Linked DNA regions of Sus scrofa: regions 2 and 3 are each linked to region 1. A link is a contact called in public HiChIP or PLAC-seq and promoter capture Hi-C data. All regions are on one chromosome and are shown on one strand. Each heading gives the region's core, a stretch centred on a gene start, on an enhancer-like site or on the middle of the called end of the contact. The rest is flanking DNA. Distances are from core to core; before and after follow the strand shown.

The links. Promoter capture Hi-C pulls out the DNA fragments that hold promoters and counts their contacts. HiChIP or PLAC-seq counts read pairs in DNA pulled down with a chosen protein or histone mark.
Region 2: an H3K27ac HiChIP or PLAC-seq map of alveolar macrophages shows a contact between it and region 1. The contact joins the promoter of WBP2 here to the promoter of SRP68 in region 1. A contact is called at or near these places in 1 of 5 promoter capture datasets (fetal skeletal muscle) and 1 of 2 datasets of contacts at active chromatin or transcription factors (alveolar macrophages).
Region 3: a promoter capture Hi-C map of fetal liver shows a contact between it and region 1, with 2.4 times the contacts expected there. The contact joins the promoter of TRIM65 here to the promoter of SRP68 in region 1. A contact is called at or near these places in 4 of 5 promoter capture datasets (fetal liver, liver and skeletal muscle), 2 of 47 Hi-C or Micro-C datasets (liver and retroperitoneal adipose tissue) and 1 of 2 datasets of contacts at active chromatin or transcription factors (alveolar macrophages).

The regions. Positions count from the first base shown.
Region 1 is chr12:5,366,510-5,371,142 of Sscrofa11.1, reverse strand. It overlaps SRP68 (signal recognition particle subunit SRP68), which reads right to left and starts at 2,789. Exons shown (of 16, transcript XM_005653867.3): 1 at 2,584-2,789; 2 at 665-731. The coding sequence starts at 2,755.
Region 2 is chr12:5,562,959-5,567,591 of Sscrofa11.1, reverse strand. WBP2 (WW domain-binding protein 2) reads right to left here and starts at 2,480. Exons shown (of 9, transcript XM_003131191.5): 1 at 2,324-2,480. The coding sequence starts at 2,382.
Region 3 is chr12:5,520,674-5,525,306 of Sscrofa11.1, reverse strand. It overlaps TRIM65 (tripartite motif-containing protein 65), which reads right to left and starts at 2,251. Exons shown (of 6, transcript XM_003131202.4): 1 at 1,570-2,251; 2 at 357-452. The coding sequence starts at 1,995. MRPL38 (39S ribosomal protein L38, mitochondrial) reads right to left here. Exons shown (of 9, transcript XM_003131188.4): 7 at 4,572-4,633; 8 at 4,208-4,344; 9 at 3,636-3,998. The coding sequence ends at 3,862.

The DNA.
Region 1 (4,633 bases), core at 1,540-4,039:
GCCACAGCGGGAACTCCTGTATTCAATTTTTTGAGTCATATTAAAAGTGGTTTTCAACTTGAAAGCTATTATAAGTCTACCAATAAATTATGATAGCACATAAATTCCTCTTATATGATGCTTAAAATACTGAAAATCTGAATTTAACCAAGAATCCATAATGTGGTTAAGTTAAAAAAAAAAAAGATTACCATAACTGCTTGTTATCTCCAGCAGAAGTGTCTGCAATGTATGTGCAATGCCCTGAGGCAAAATGGATAAAAAGATTGGGTCCTTCTAAATTTGAAAATTAAGTATCTTTTTAGGGCCACACTCATGGCATATGGAGGTTCCCAGGCTAGGGGTTGAATCGGAGCTGTAGCCGCCAGCCTACACCCGAGCCGCGTCTGCAACCTATACCACAGCTCACAGCAACGCCGGATCCTTAAGCCATTGAGCAAGGCCAGGGATGGAACCCACAACCTCATGGTTCCTAGTAGGATTTGTTTCCACTGCACCATGACGGGAACTCCAGAAAATTAAGTATCATTTTGAGGATTCAATATAACAGCTTGCCTTTCTAGGTATACTTCCTGATACAGCAGGGTAAACAGGATATTAACAAAAACAGCCCAAGTCTGAAAATGCCACAGTGACTTCTATACATCCTGCACGTGATACTGACCTGTACCTCTGAAAATCTCCATGCCGTAAACCATGCTGCTGCTGGGATTCCTTGATAATCTGAAGAACTAGAGTCAGGATTAAGGAAAAGCTCACAATGGCAAGAATCCAAATAAATCACATTAGTCTGTTAGTGCCGGGAGCTCACATCTGTATCAAATCACAGCACATGAAACATTTCTGAAACCCTTAGTACCTTCACTTGTGAAATCTCTAAGAACCATTTTCAACAGCTAATTTTCTTTATTTTTTTGGTCTTTTTAGGGACGAACCCATGGCATATGAAGGTTCCCAGGGTAGGGGTTGAATCGGAGGTGTAGCTCCCGGCCTACGCCACAGCCACAACAATGCGGGATCCCAGCTACATCTGCGACCTACACCACAGCTCACGGCAACACCAGATCCTTAACCCACTGAGTGAGGCTGGGGATCAAACCCACGTCCTCATGGATACCAGTCGGGTTTGTTAACCACTGAGCCACGATGGGAACTCCTTTAATGATTTTTATTTTTTCCATTTTAGCTGGTTTACACCAACAGCTATTCTGTCATACGACAAGGCTAAGCAAGGAGAAAAGCTGATTGCTTGAACTGCTACTACTTCAAACTAAAAAAGGGGGGGGTGCATTATTGGCCACTGAGGATTAATGAAACCCAACAACTTAATAGTTGCTGGATTCTAAATACTGACTGCATCGGGGTGGTTCCCAATGTTTTACACCTGGACCCAGGATTTTACTCATTCAAGCTGATTCAGGTTATAAATGACACGGACTATACCTCTATTTGCATAATGTCCCACACCTGCCAAATCTGACTTTCCTTAGCAGCTGCGACACTGCCTGTGGCCATGCTGAGCACAGGCCAACCAAAGGAGGCCACGGTATGCATTGAATACTAGATTTTCCTTTTAAAAGAAAAAGCCCTGACCAAACTTTCCTTTTAAAAAATCTGAAATTACTTTATGTCCCAAACTTAGGAAATCCAATGACCTTTGCCTACAATTTTAGTTTCATTTCAAAGTCTCCTCGATGCTTCTCTATAGGTGTATTTTCAAGTACTGAACAATAAAAGGACTATTTTCAGTCACTGATGTGACAAGGAGATAGAAGGTTTGCAGCAAAATCAAGGCATTCTAACTGAAGTATATACTACCAGTTCAAAAAGCAAAACTCCAATTCCCCAAAAGATGTCAAGCCATATGTGTAATTTCAGAAATTCACCTACAATTTCTTAACCATTTATCCACTTCAAAAAGCCACAAATCAGACGCATAAGCACTTAATTGTGACACACTCTGATAAAACCAGAAACCAATTCCTCCAGCTCATCTCAATGACTCTCACCAAGATAAAACGCCTACAGACCTATCAAGAAAGCTATCCAAGTACTGCTAGAAATCTACGATGATTTATATTCAAAATGGGCAATACGCTTTTCCTCAGAACAGTCAGCCTTTGCTTCCACTTCCAGAGCATCAAACTGTAACTTTCATTATCCACTCTCCGACGGTTGTCAGACAGAAGCATTAAGACAAAAAGGCCAAGACTGCAGTTTCCTCTGCCCAGCGCAGTGACCCAAGGTGCCAAGCCAGTAGTTCACCAGGGTGGCCACAGTGTCAGCCCTGTCACCAGTCCTCCACCTGGACAACTGCAGGAAAACTGCAGAAAACTGCTCAAGATTCCAGTGCCACCTGAAAGAAGAGGAAATTCCCCAGACTAGAAGGCAAAGGAGATGCGAGAAAAAGCCAGTCGAAACACAGACCCTAGAACCCTAGGTGTCAAAAAAATAGGGGCGAGAGTAACTACAGCCCTCGGCCTCTCCTGCCCAGGGTGCGCCGGGACCCGCCGCATCTCCCGCCCCCGACCCGCCAGAACGACACGTAGTCATTACGAGTTAGGCCCAATTACTGTAGGATACTCTCCAAACTCAGGCTATCCCCGAATTCTTTGTTTGCCTTCGACCCGGCTGAAGGCCGTTCATTTTCCTTATTTTCCTCTCCTCCGGCACCGCGTCCACCACCGCTACTGCCACCACCGCCGCCGCCGCTGCTGCCGCCTCCGCCTCCAGGAACCTGTTTCTCAGCAGCCATCTTGCCCCCGCGCCGCAGAGCAGGCTGGGATAGAGGAGGCGGGACGACCCGGGAAGGAGAGAGCGGGACAGGCGCGGACGGGCTGATGGGATAGCGGCGGACTCCGCCGCCGCCCGTCCTGCCCTCAGGCAGCGGCCACTTGTTGGAGTGCGCCTGCGCATGGGCTCCGATTCCCATGCTCCATTGGCGGCGGGCTAGGCTGCTGGGTCCGGAGGCGCAGGCAGGCCGTAGCTTCTGACGTCTTCTGGTGACCATCCCATTTCCCGTCCACCAAGGGTGGAGGGAGGACCGAGGGATGGCCTCCCAATTCCTACATCCCTGCATGGGGGATCCGGCTCCCGTTCTGCGCACAAAGGAAGGCAGTTGGCTAAGACATTTGATTTCTGGAGTGTCTCCCTCCCCGGGCACTTGGGAGATGGGGTTCCCACCCTTCCGCACTAACTACTCCTCAGTACTCCTCCCGAGAGGGAACCGCCTCTGTCTGCGCCTTCCTCTGGAGCTGACCACAATGCAGGAGCTTTCTCAAGCAAATGGGGAGCTGTACCCTTCCCTGGAAGCAACCCAGTGACACTCAAGGGATAAACAAAATGTCTTCTATCTGTACAATGGAATACTAATTCAGCCTTAAAAAGGAAGGAAATTCTACACGTGCTACAACACGTTTGAAGCTTGAAAATATTGTGCTAACTAAGCCGGTTACAAAAAAGGGTAATATTCTATTTATGTGAGGTATCTATAATGTAGTTAAATTCATAGGAAGTAGAATAGTTGTTGCCAGTTTGATCCCTGGCCTTGCTCAGTGGGTTAAGGATGCGCCGTTGCCATGAGCTGTGGTATAGTTCACAGACACAGCTCAGATCTAGCCTAGCTGTGGCTGTGGTGTAGGCCCTAGCCTGGGAACCTCCATGTGCCACGGGTGCGGCCCTAAAAAGACAAAAATAAATAAATAAATGTCCATCAACAAATGTAGGGATAAATAGAATGGCACGTCATACAATGGAATCTTACTTGGCCATAGAAAGGAGTAAAGGGGAGTTCCCGTCGTGGTGCAGTGGTTAACGAATCCGACTAGGAACCATGAGGTTGCGGGTTCGGTCCCTGCCCTTGCTCAGTGGGTTAACGATCCGGCGTTGCCGTGAGCTGTGGTGTAGGTTGCAGACGCGGCTCGGATCCCGCGTTGCTGTGGCTCTGGCGTAGGCCGGTGGCTACAGCTCAGATTCAACCCCTAGCCTGGGAACCTCCATATGCCGCAGGAGCGGCCCAAGAAATAGCAACAACAAAAGACAAAAAGACAAAAAAAAAAAAAAAAAAAAAAAGAAAGGAGTAAAGTACTAATACATGCTGCATGTGGTGAATCTCTAAAACATTATACTAAATGAGAAAAGCCATGGAGTTCCCTTGCATTCAGCAGGCTAAGGACCTGGATTTGTCCCTGCAGTGGCTCAGGTTGCTGCTGTGCCAAGGGTTAGATCCCCGGCCTAGGAAATTCCACATGCCCTGGGCATGGCCAAAGAAAAGAAAAGAAAGAGGCCACAGATAAAGGTCACATATTGTTTGCTTCCACTTATATACAGTGTCCAGAATAGGCCAGTCTATAGAGACAGAGTGGTTGCCTAGGGTTAGGGGTGGGAGGTGGGTTTCTTTCGGCAGGAACAAAAATGCCCTAATTGTGGCGAACTTCCGTGATGGCCTGGTGAATTAGGGATCTGGTGTTGTCACTACTGTGGCTCTGGTCACTGCTGTGACCTGGGCTCCACAGCTGACCCAAGAACTTTGCGTGCCACAGGCATGGCCAAAAACTAACTAAAATTGATTATGGTGTTGGCTATGAGTATACTAAAAACCAAATGAACACTTTGTATAGGTAAATTTTACACT
Region 2 (4,633 bases), core at 1,231-3,730, 200 kb before region 1:
AGGGATCCGGAGACGCCGTAATCCTCAAGTCAGGTCAGATTATCTGGGTTAGCACTTTGCTTTTCTTCTAGGTCCTTAGCATAGGCGTTCCGGTTTGGGTGTGTTTTCTAAGCCTGCCACAGAAACATTTGAAGACATGACTCTGGCCATTAGCAAAGGGCGCGCGTCAGGGTTCCTTTAAGCCTAGGGTGCATGGAGTTCCCACTGTGGCTCAGCGGTAACGAACCCAACTAGTATCCATAGGGACGTAGGTTCAAGCCCTGGCCTTGCTCAGTGGGTTAGGATCCGGTGTTGCCATGAGCTGTGGTGTAGGTCGCAGACACGGCTCGGATCCTGTGTTGCTATGGCTCTGGCGTAGGCCGGCAGCTATAGCTCCGATTTGACCCCTAGCCTGGGAACCTCCATACGCCAAAGATGCGGCCCTGAAAAGACAAAAAAAACCCAAAAAACCCTGGGGTTCATAAGCTGGGTCTGCAGGGCTGTCAGTCCATAAGCCCTGGAGATGACGGTGTACCTGCATTTTTGGGGGGGACTCTGTAATTTTTGCCACTCTCAAAGGGGTTCATGACTTGAAGAGTATGGTTTACCCTTTTACACATCAAATTTTATTTATTTATTTATTTATTTTTTTGTCTTTTTGCCTTTCTAGGGCAGCTCCCACGGCATATGGAGGTTCCCAGGCTAGGGGTCTAATCGGAGCTGTAGCCACTGGCCTACGCCAGAGCCACAGCAACGCAGGATCCCCAACCCACTAAGCAAGGCCAGGAATTGAGCCCACAACCTCATGGTTCCTAGTCGGATTCGTTAACCACTGAGCACGACAGGAACTCCTACACATCAAATTTTAAATGCTGCATGTATAGTTCAATTACTGTTTCCACAATTCCTTTTTCTTTTTTCTGGGAAATGAAGCATCCTCTAAAACAAGGCACACCATTATTTAGCAGCACTGAGTCCTATGCCAGGGAGGAGGCCCAGCGGGATAAATACATTGTCCCAGAAAAGTGTCACTGAGAGGGAAAGAAACAGTCCCGGGATAGGTTCCCAAGGAGCATGAAAAGGGTTTGTCCAGGCCTGGGACTGGCTCACACACAGAGAGGCTACACACCAGGAGCAATGTGCGGTTTCTCTGATTTCAAGACAATGAGGTTCAAGTTCATACGGCTCCGTGTGTCTTCGTTCCCCTCCCAGATGACACAGCTTCCTTCACAGGGGAGAGGTGAGTGGGGAAAAGGACTGGAACCAGAAAAGAGCAGCAGAGCTCAGAGAAAAGAGGTCATTGCCAGGAAGAGTCGGACCTGGCAGACCCTGGGCAGGTGAGATGGAGGAAAAGTCAGTATTCTGAGGTCTGGGGCTCCCTAGGAACCTCCTCTGACTCATCAAGCTTTCCAAGGCGACAGCTCTGGGTTGGGTACTGCCTTAGCCAGCTATAGGCTCTGGTCCCACCAAACCTCGTCTGGGGGCTCAGATTCCTCTGCTCCTTCAAGAGGCGCTTTAGGGTCAGCCTAGCTCAACCAGAGCTGGCTGGTCTCATTCTCAATGCCGTCCAAGGAGAGAGAAAACTGACTGCGGATGGATAGGAAGAACCTTGATGTGGAAGACCTCTCTCTGGGAGTGATCCAAGCCAACAGGAAATCAGTAACCTGTCTGTCTGTCTGCAAAGACAGAGCTTTACAGAAAATGTTTTCGACATATGACAAATATTAATTACGTAATTTCACTTCTGGGCCTCGGTTTCCTATCTGGAAACTGAGCAGTTCCGGAATATACCGGAAGGCTACATACTGACAGTTAAGCCTACTGACTCTGGAATCAGACTCCTCTCCTGGTACTTTCAGCTCTGTGATTTCAGGCAAGTTACTTAACCTCTCCGTGCCTCACTATCTCGGCATGTAAATGCGTAGAGTAATAGCATCTGCCGAACAGGGCTCATGTACTTAAGCAGGTAAAAGAGGCGCCATCTCTGACTCATAGTAGCATAGTAAATACCCACGAAATGGTAATTATTTTTTGCCAAAGGCTCTCCCCATTTCTAAAGTCACCTACTCTGGGAAAAGGGCTCAAGAACTACCCGCAGGCCCCATGTGTCTCTCCGTACCCGGTCCCCGTCCAGCCGCCCCACCCTCACCCACAGCTGATCGCTACACCCCCGGCGGCTCCCTCACGACCCACCCACCTTCCTCCACCCCGCCCCCAGCCGTTACCCCCCATCCCCCCGTCAGGTCCCGTCTTCACGGGTTTACTTCCCACCGTCGACCGCCCAGCGCCTACACCCTCCACAACCGCCCTGCGGTTCTCCAGGGTCCTTGCGCAGTGTTTTCACCTCTCGGTGTTGTTGACGATCACTCCGCCGCCCTCCGAGTGATTCTTGTTGAGCGCCATGGTCTCTCGGAAAAGGGTCCCGAGACTCGACTCGAAACGCAGTGCGCTTGCGCCCTTCTTTGGCCCCGCCCCTAGTGGCGTCGTTCGTATTAGAGTCAGCCAATCACAGCTCTTGCGCGGAGGTTGGCCCTACCACCTGATCCGGCCATCACGTGCTAATAGTTTACTCCCGCTCCCCTCCCCGCTAGTTTCGCCTGCATCACAAACAAGTTCGAGACTACAATTCCCAGAAGCACTGCTCGCCCACCTCGACCTCTCCCTAGGCTAGTGGACGGACGCATGCTGGAACTTGTAGTCTCACAGACTCTAGGCGTGGATTGACTCCACTAATTGCATAACTCATCAGCTTGCGCACTTCCCACCCTCTTCCACCCAGTCGACCAAAGGACTGAAATAAACAGTTGCGCGAGTCACAGAGGAGTTAGTCATAAAGGCCCTGGACGTGAAGGCTGCTGTGTGCAGCGGTGACCGTTTACTGGGGCACCTTCTTTCAGCCCACGAATGTTTATTTTCTTATTTTTATTTTTTAGGGCCGCACCTGCGGCATATGGAGGTTCCCAGGCTAGGGGTCCAAGTGGAGCTGTAGCTGATGGCCTACGCCACAGCTCACAGCAACAACAGAGCCCCACCACTGAGCGAGGCAGGGGATCGAACCTGCCTCTTCATGGACACTAGTTCGGCTTGTCAACCACTGAGGCATGATGGGACTCCCCACAAACGTTTAGGGAACGCTTTCTACATGACTTTGTCCCTCCTTCCCCCGCAGCCCAACCCACTTAAGTAACCGCTGAGATATATAGATGAGTGCAGGACCCAGTCTTTGTTCCAGGATGTGATGGGCTGGCTGACTGGCAGAAGGGAATCCGGAAAAACTGCCTTCTCTTCCAGGAAATCAAAGCCACACCCTCCGAGGTGGGCGGTGAGACTCACCGCGCTGGGAGAGGAACCTGGGTCCAGCGGCCACACCTCACCGCCGCCTCCACCACAGCTGGCCTCGCGTGGCGCTGCTCCCTCTAGAATGTTCAGGCTTTGCAATTGGGCTCCCCAGCATTTTCCAGGCCAGAAGATTTAAACCAGAATTCAAGTAACTGAATGGATCTGGGCACAATGCAAGACGGGGAGCTTACAAAATAGGGCTGATCATCGTGACCCAGCACTACTACCCCCTCGGGGGGGGCGGGGGGGGAGCCCCTGTGGTTGTGTAAACTCCCCCACCTCTGAGGTGAATCTTTGTGGGAAATGTGGGAGGGGGGTGTCCCACCTGGCAGTGCTGGTGCATCTTTAATCTTAAGTGATCAGAGTTGGATTTTAAGCAGACAGCTGATTTCCTGACAGATAGTGTCCCACGGTGGGATCCACCTGCCTAATTTTCCTTTTGAGTCAGATTCCCTAGGTGAAGGATGAAAAACTAGAAAATATTATGAAACAGGGACCAGCCCCTGGAGGTCTTGTGCAAAACCAAGTTGGACCTTGCAGAATACGTGCAAGGAAGAAGTGCATCATGGACATGATAAAATCTGCCCTGAAAGGTTAGGTTAATTTCTCTACATGCAATCTTAGCAGTGGTGGAAAGAATGAAGTCAGGAGTTCCCTGGTGGTGCAGCAGACTGAGGATCAGACATTGTCACTGCTGTGCCACAAGTTTGTCTTTTATTTTTTTCCTAGGGCCACACCCATGGCACATGGAGGTTCCAGGCTAGGGGTGAAGCCGGCCTACCTCACAGCTCACGGCAACGCCAGATTCTGAACCCGTGAGCGAGGCCAGGGATGGAACCTGCAACCTCATGGTTCCTAGACGGAGTCCTTAACCACTGAACCACGATGGGCACTCCCCTGTGGTGCAGGTTTGATCCTTGCCCCAGGAGCTTCTCCATGCCACTGGGTAGGGCCAAAAAAGAAAGAATGAGGTCAAATTCTCTGTGCTGATATGGAAAGAGTGCTAAACGGAGTTCCCGTCATGGCGCAGTGGTTAATGAATCCGACTAGGAACCATGAGGTTCGATCCCTGGCCTCGCTCAGTGGTTAAGGATCTGAAGTTGCTGTGAGCTGCGGGGTAGGATGCTATGGCTCTGGCGGAGGCCAGCAGCTGTAGCTCCAACTGGACCCCTAGCCTAGGAACCTCCATATGCTGTGGGTGCCACCCTAAAAAAACAAACGAAAAAGAGTGCTAAGGTTTGTCAGGACAGAGTGGTGAATACATATACTTCCACATCTAAGTCTAGATATTACATTTTGGAAAGATCCACCAGAC
Region 3 (4,633 bases), core at 1,002-3,501, 150 kb before region 1:
TACTCTTGGCTATTAGTCAGGTTCATTAGCATTGAGCCACAACGGGAACTCTTCTTTTTCCTTCTTTTTAAGGGTGCACCTGTGGCATATGATAGCTCCTGGGCTTGGGGTTGAATAGGAGCTACAGCTGCCAGCCTGCACCACAACTATGGCAATGCCGGATCCTTAGCACACTGAGTGAGGCCAGGGATTGAACCCGCGTCTTCATGGAGACTATGTTGGGTTATTAAACCTCTGAGCCACGATGGGAACTCCAGGAAGCATTTTCAAGGTAGCTCACACTCAGGGACCAGCTGGCAGCTGCCTGAAGGACGGAGCTGGAGGACAGGATGGGGTGGAGCAGACAGGCCTTGTACCTGGACCTGGATGCTTCGCTGCTGCAGCTCCCGTAGTTGGCTCTCAGCCTTGGTGGCCTGCTTCTGGGTGACCTCCAGTGTAGCTCTCAGCTGGGCCTGTGGTGCCCATGGGGGGCAGGGTGGGGGGTGAGTGACAAGAGGGGGTCAGGATTGTGAAGTCCCTTCTCAGCCAGTCAACAAACGCCTGCAGAGGCTGGACATCCCCCCCCCCTCGCCCCCTCCCAGGTGGGGCCAGCACACAGAGCATCCGCCTCAGTCAGAGTCCCAGGGAGGCCTGGACAAAGCCCCTCCCCCACCCAGAGCAAGTGGGGCGCCGGTGGAGCGCACCCCCCCCCCGAAAATAAATGCAGGGAAGGGGTGGAGACCCAAAGCACCAAAGCTGTCTGGCAGGTGGCAGTGCGGTGCATGTACAAGGGAGGAGGAAGAGGGCACCCTATTTCATTGTGGCCTGTCTGGTCCCCTGAGGATCCAAACACTGCAGTCTCAGGAGTGCAGGGCTGACCACTCGCGAGAACTATGTTCCCTGCATCTGGTCAAGAAACTGTCTTGCTTTTTCTCATCCCAGCACCACTTTGAAGAACTGAGAGTATCCACGCTTCACGGATGAGGAATGGGTTAGAGAATTTTATAATTTGGCCAAAGTCACCAGATCTGATCTTCCTAAATTCCATTCTTGTGCCTCTGCCCAGGCCCCCCTACCTCCAGCACCAGAAAACATGCTAAGAGTAGGAAGCCAAAGGGTGACTTTCTGGTTCACCCTGCCCCTCCCCAAAGGGCGGGCATCAGTCCTCTCACCCCCTCAAAATCGCTTCTCCCTCTGGCCCAATTCTAGCTCCTGCAGGGCACCTGCCTCGGGGGTAGTGGCTGTTCCTCCACCTGCTGGCCTCGGCTGCAAACCTTCATGCGACTGCAGGGCACGGTCTTCAGCCCCACGAACGACCACTTGTCCTGACTCCCTGCCCCCTCGGCGGCCAGGGGATGATCCTCCAAAACTCCGGCTCTGGACGCCTTGACTTCCTCACGTCCACCCCCTCCGTCCCAGCCACTCCTGTAACCTCACCTGGACTTGTCACCAGATCGGAAATCTCTATCCCAAGCGTCTGTTTTCTGACTCCCGCCTCCTTTCGCCTGGGAATAAGACGCTGTCCCTGCACCCCACCCCCCCTCGCCCCGGCCGGGCGCAGAGAGCAGGGCGGGGTCCCCGGCGCGTCACCTCGCGCTCCCGGCGCTCGGCGTCCAGCAGCACTCGCTCGTGGAGGCGACACTCGCGCACGGTGCACGCGCTGCACACGCAGAGGCCCTCGGTGCGGCAGAAGAGCTCGAGCGGCCGCCCGTGCCGGGGGCAGCGCGCGCCGGAGTCGGAGTCGGGGCCGGGGCCGGGGTCGGGGCCGGGGCCGGGACCGGGCGCGGGCCGGGCGCGCAGCTCCTCCACCACGCCGCTGAGAGCCACGTTGCGGCGCGGCTCGGCGCCGGCGGGAAAGGGCTCCCGGCACTCGGGGCACGCTTTCTCGTGGCGGCCCCACCAGTCCTGGATGCAGCCCCTGCAGAAGTTGTGGCCGCAGAGCAGCGTCACGGGTACCTGGTAGAGCCCCAGGCAGATGGCGCAGGTCAGCCTGTCCTCCAGCCGCTGCGCGGCCATGGCGGCGGCGCGCGGGCCCAGCGCCGGGCCTCTTAAAGGGACGGCGGGCGGCAGCGGCGGGCGGGCGGGGCTCGGTCGCGCCGGGGAGAGGAAGGTGACAGCACTTCCGCGCCGGCCAGCGCCGGCCCCCCGTTCTGGCGCTCGACCCCTATGGGCGCCGAGTCGCCCTTTCCTGCCGCCTGCCACCCCAGGCTGGGAGGTGGGGGTCCAGCTCTCCCCAGCTCCACCCTAGGACCTCCATCCTGCTTCCCTAGACCCTCGTCCAACAGTTCCTGTGCAGGGAATCCGGCCCCAGGCTCTGGCGACTGGAGCCTTGGGAAACCTGTCCTGCCTCTGGGCCTCCTTGTGGCTGAGGATCACCACGGAACCTCTTCTGAGCGCCTCAGCTGAAAATCTAATACAAATAATACAGCAGGTTACCTATCTCCCAGGTGTTCTGGCGATTACGTGGGACAGGCCAGCACGTGGGAGTGCTCGGCAATAGGAGCTTTAGGGGCAAACAACGAGTGCTCGCTTAATGCCCTCTCCTGACCCTAGGGCTCGGCTGTGCTTTTTCTTTGAGCTGAGTTTCAGATACTTGCCAGATTGGGATGTCGTCTTTCCCTAGGTTATGCCTAATTTTGGTTCTTTTAAACAGTGAGGTGGAATTCTTCTGGTTACCAAGAGACAGCAGAAAACAGTGGTTTCCTCCTAGCCCCTTTAATGGAAATGCAAAGCAATCCTTTTCAACTGTACTTGGAAACCTTGCTAGGAGTCAGCCCTCTGCTGGGGGGTTCCTTGTTTGCAGGTCCAAGCTGTCCTGGAACCTGATTCTTCAGAGGCGGTTCTCCTGCAGCTGAGCAGGAGGCGTCAGTCACTGGCCTGGGGGTGCAGCGTGTGTTGGGCCAAGGCGAGTTGGAGGGAGATTAACTCTCCCTTCTTTCTAACGGAGCTGGCCTGATTTTTTTTTTTGAACTTTTTTGTTCGTTTGTTTTTGCTTTTTAGAGCTGCACCAGCAGCATATGCAAACTCCCAGACTAGGGGTTGAATCAGAGCTGCAGCTGCTGGCCTACACTGCAGCCACAGCAACACAGGATCCAAGCTACATCAGCAAACCACACCACCGCTCACGGCAACACTGGATCCTTAATCCACCGAGCGAGGTTAGGGATCAAACGGGAGCGCCAAGCTGGCCTGATTTTGAGGCAGGACTCCTCTCACTGCCATGCAGCAAGTATCATATTATGACCCCTGTGTCATAATATGTGAAGTTTTTCTTTCTGGAAAAGGTGCGCTGATCCTCTTGACTAGCTACTAGGCAGTCTTGCCCTTTAGAGAGAAAATTCCTCTAGCCAGCCAGCAAGGTCACAGGGGCTCTTTGGGCCTCGAGCAGGGGGTGTGCCCAGAGAGCTCTCACACTTGCCTTTGCCCCACCTGACAAGGCTTCTTATTCAAAACACCTGGAGGCCAGAAGCCTGGGCCCACTGCCTGCTTCTCCTCCATACCCATCTTCAGCCCCTGGATCACAGGGCCTCTGACACCCTCAGGAAGCAGAGTTGAAGGGTCACCTCTGCGGGTGGGAGGCAGCCCCCCTTCTGGTCCATAAAGCAAGAATTCCACCAGGGGGCGCTCTGACAGCTCCACAAATACAGACCCAGACCTGCTACAGCAAAAATCTTTATTCATAGCCTCCAGGACACCTCCCTACCAAGCCCGCCCAGCCTTCTTCACTCCAAGTTCTGGGCCTGCCTCTGGCAGGGCTGGGAACCCCAATGCCTGGCCCCGTGGCGCCCGTATCTCGTTTCTCTATTGCTCCTGCCTGCAGAGCCTGACAGGGTGGCCCAAGAGGCCCAGTCTACTCTCTGAGGTGGGTGGCACTCTGGCCTGTCAGTAGATGCCATAGGTGGGTTCGTGACTGTCTCTGTACCGGTCCAGGTAGCGCAGGGGCTGCCGGTGGGGGAAGCGCTTCTGCTTAGGGTGATAAGGGGGCGGCCGCACAAACTCAAAGACGGGCTCTCGCATGTCTGCAAGAAGAGTGGAAGGGCATGTGTGTGGACTGCTGCTGGCCGGAGTCTCTCTTTTGTCCCCTAGGTGGGACTGCCCAGGTGGGGATACCCAGCCAGCCCACCCCAGGAGTGGCCTGGCTGCTGGTGGCCTTCTCCTGACAGGCGCTTCTGGCCCGTCAGAGGTCTGTGAGCTCAGAGCCCCCCTCCCCGACTCAGCCCGCCCTTACCCAGGAGCTGGTGGAAGACGCGGGTGACAGAGTCATCCCAGCGGCATTGGAAGAAGGCCAGGCCAGCCGGAGTCATGGCATCTTGGTGCTTCTTGTAGAAATCGAAAGTGTGGAAGGTCCGCTGGGCAAGCTGGTAGCTAGAGGAAGTGGGAAGCATGAGAGAGGGGAAGGGGGCAGCAGAGCCCGCCCCTGCTTCTGGCCCAAAGGCGATGCCAGAAGCCCCCCAGGGTCTGCCCAGCACAACCAGCCTACTGCCCGCCTCCAGGCCCAAGTTAGCAGAGAGGAGAAATGAGCAAGACCCACTGCTGCTGCGAAGCTGGCCCGAGGCCCGGAGGGAGACTGGGGGTGTGGGGGTGCAGATTACCAGGGTGAGGGCCGGGTGTCCCCAGAGAAGTCGATTCGCTTATCCTGCTTGAAGAGCAGGAA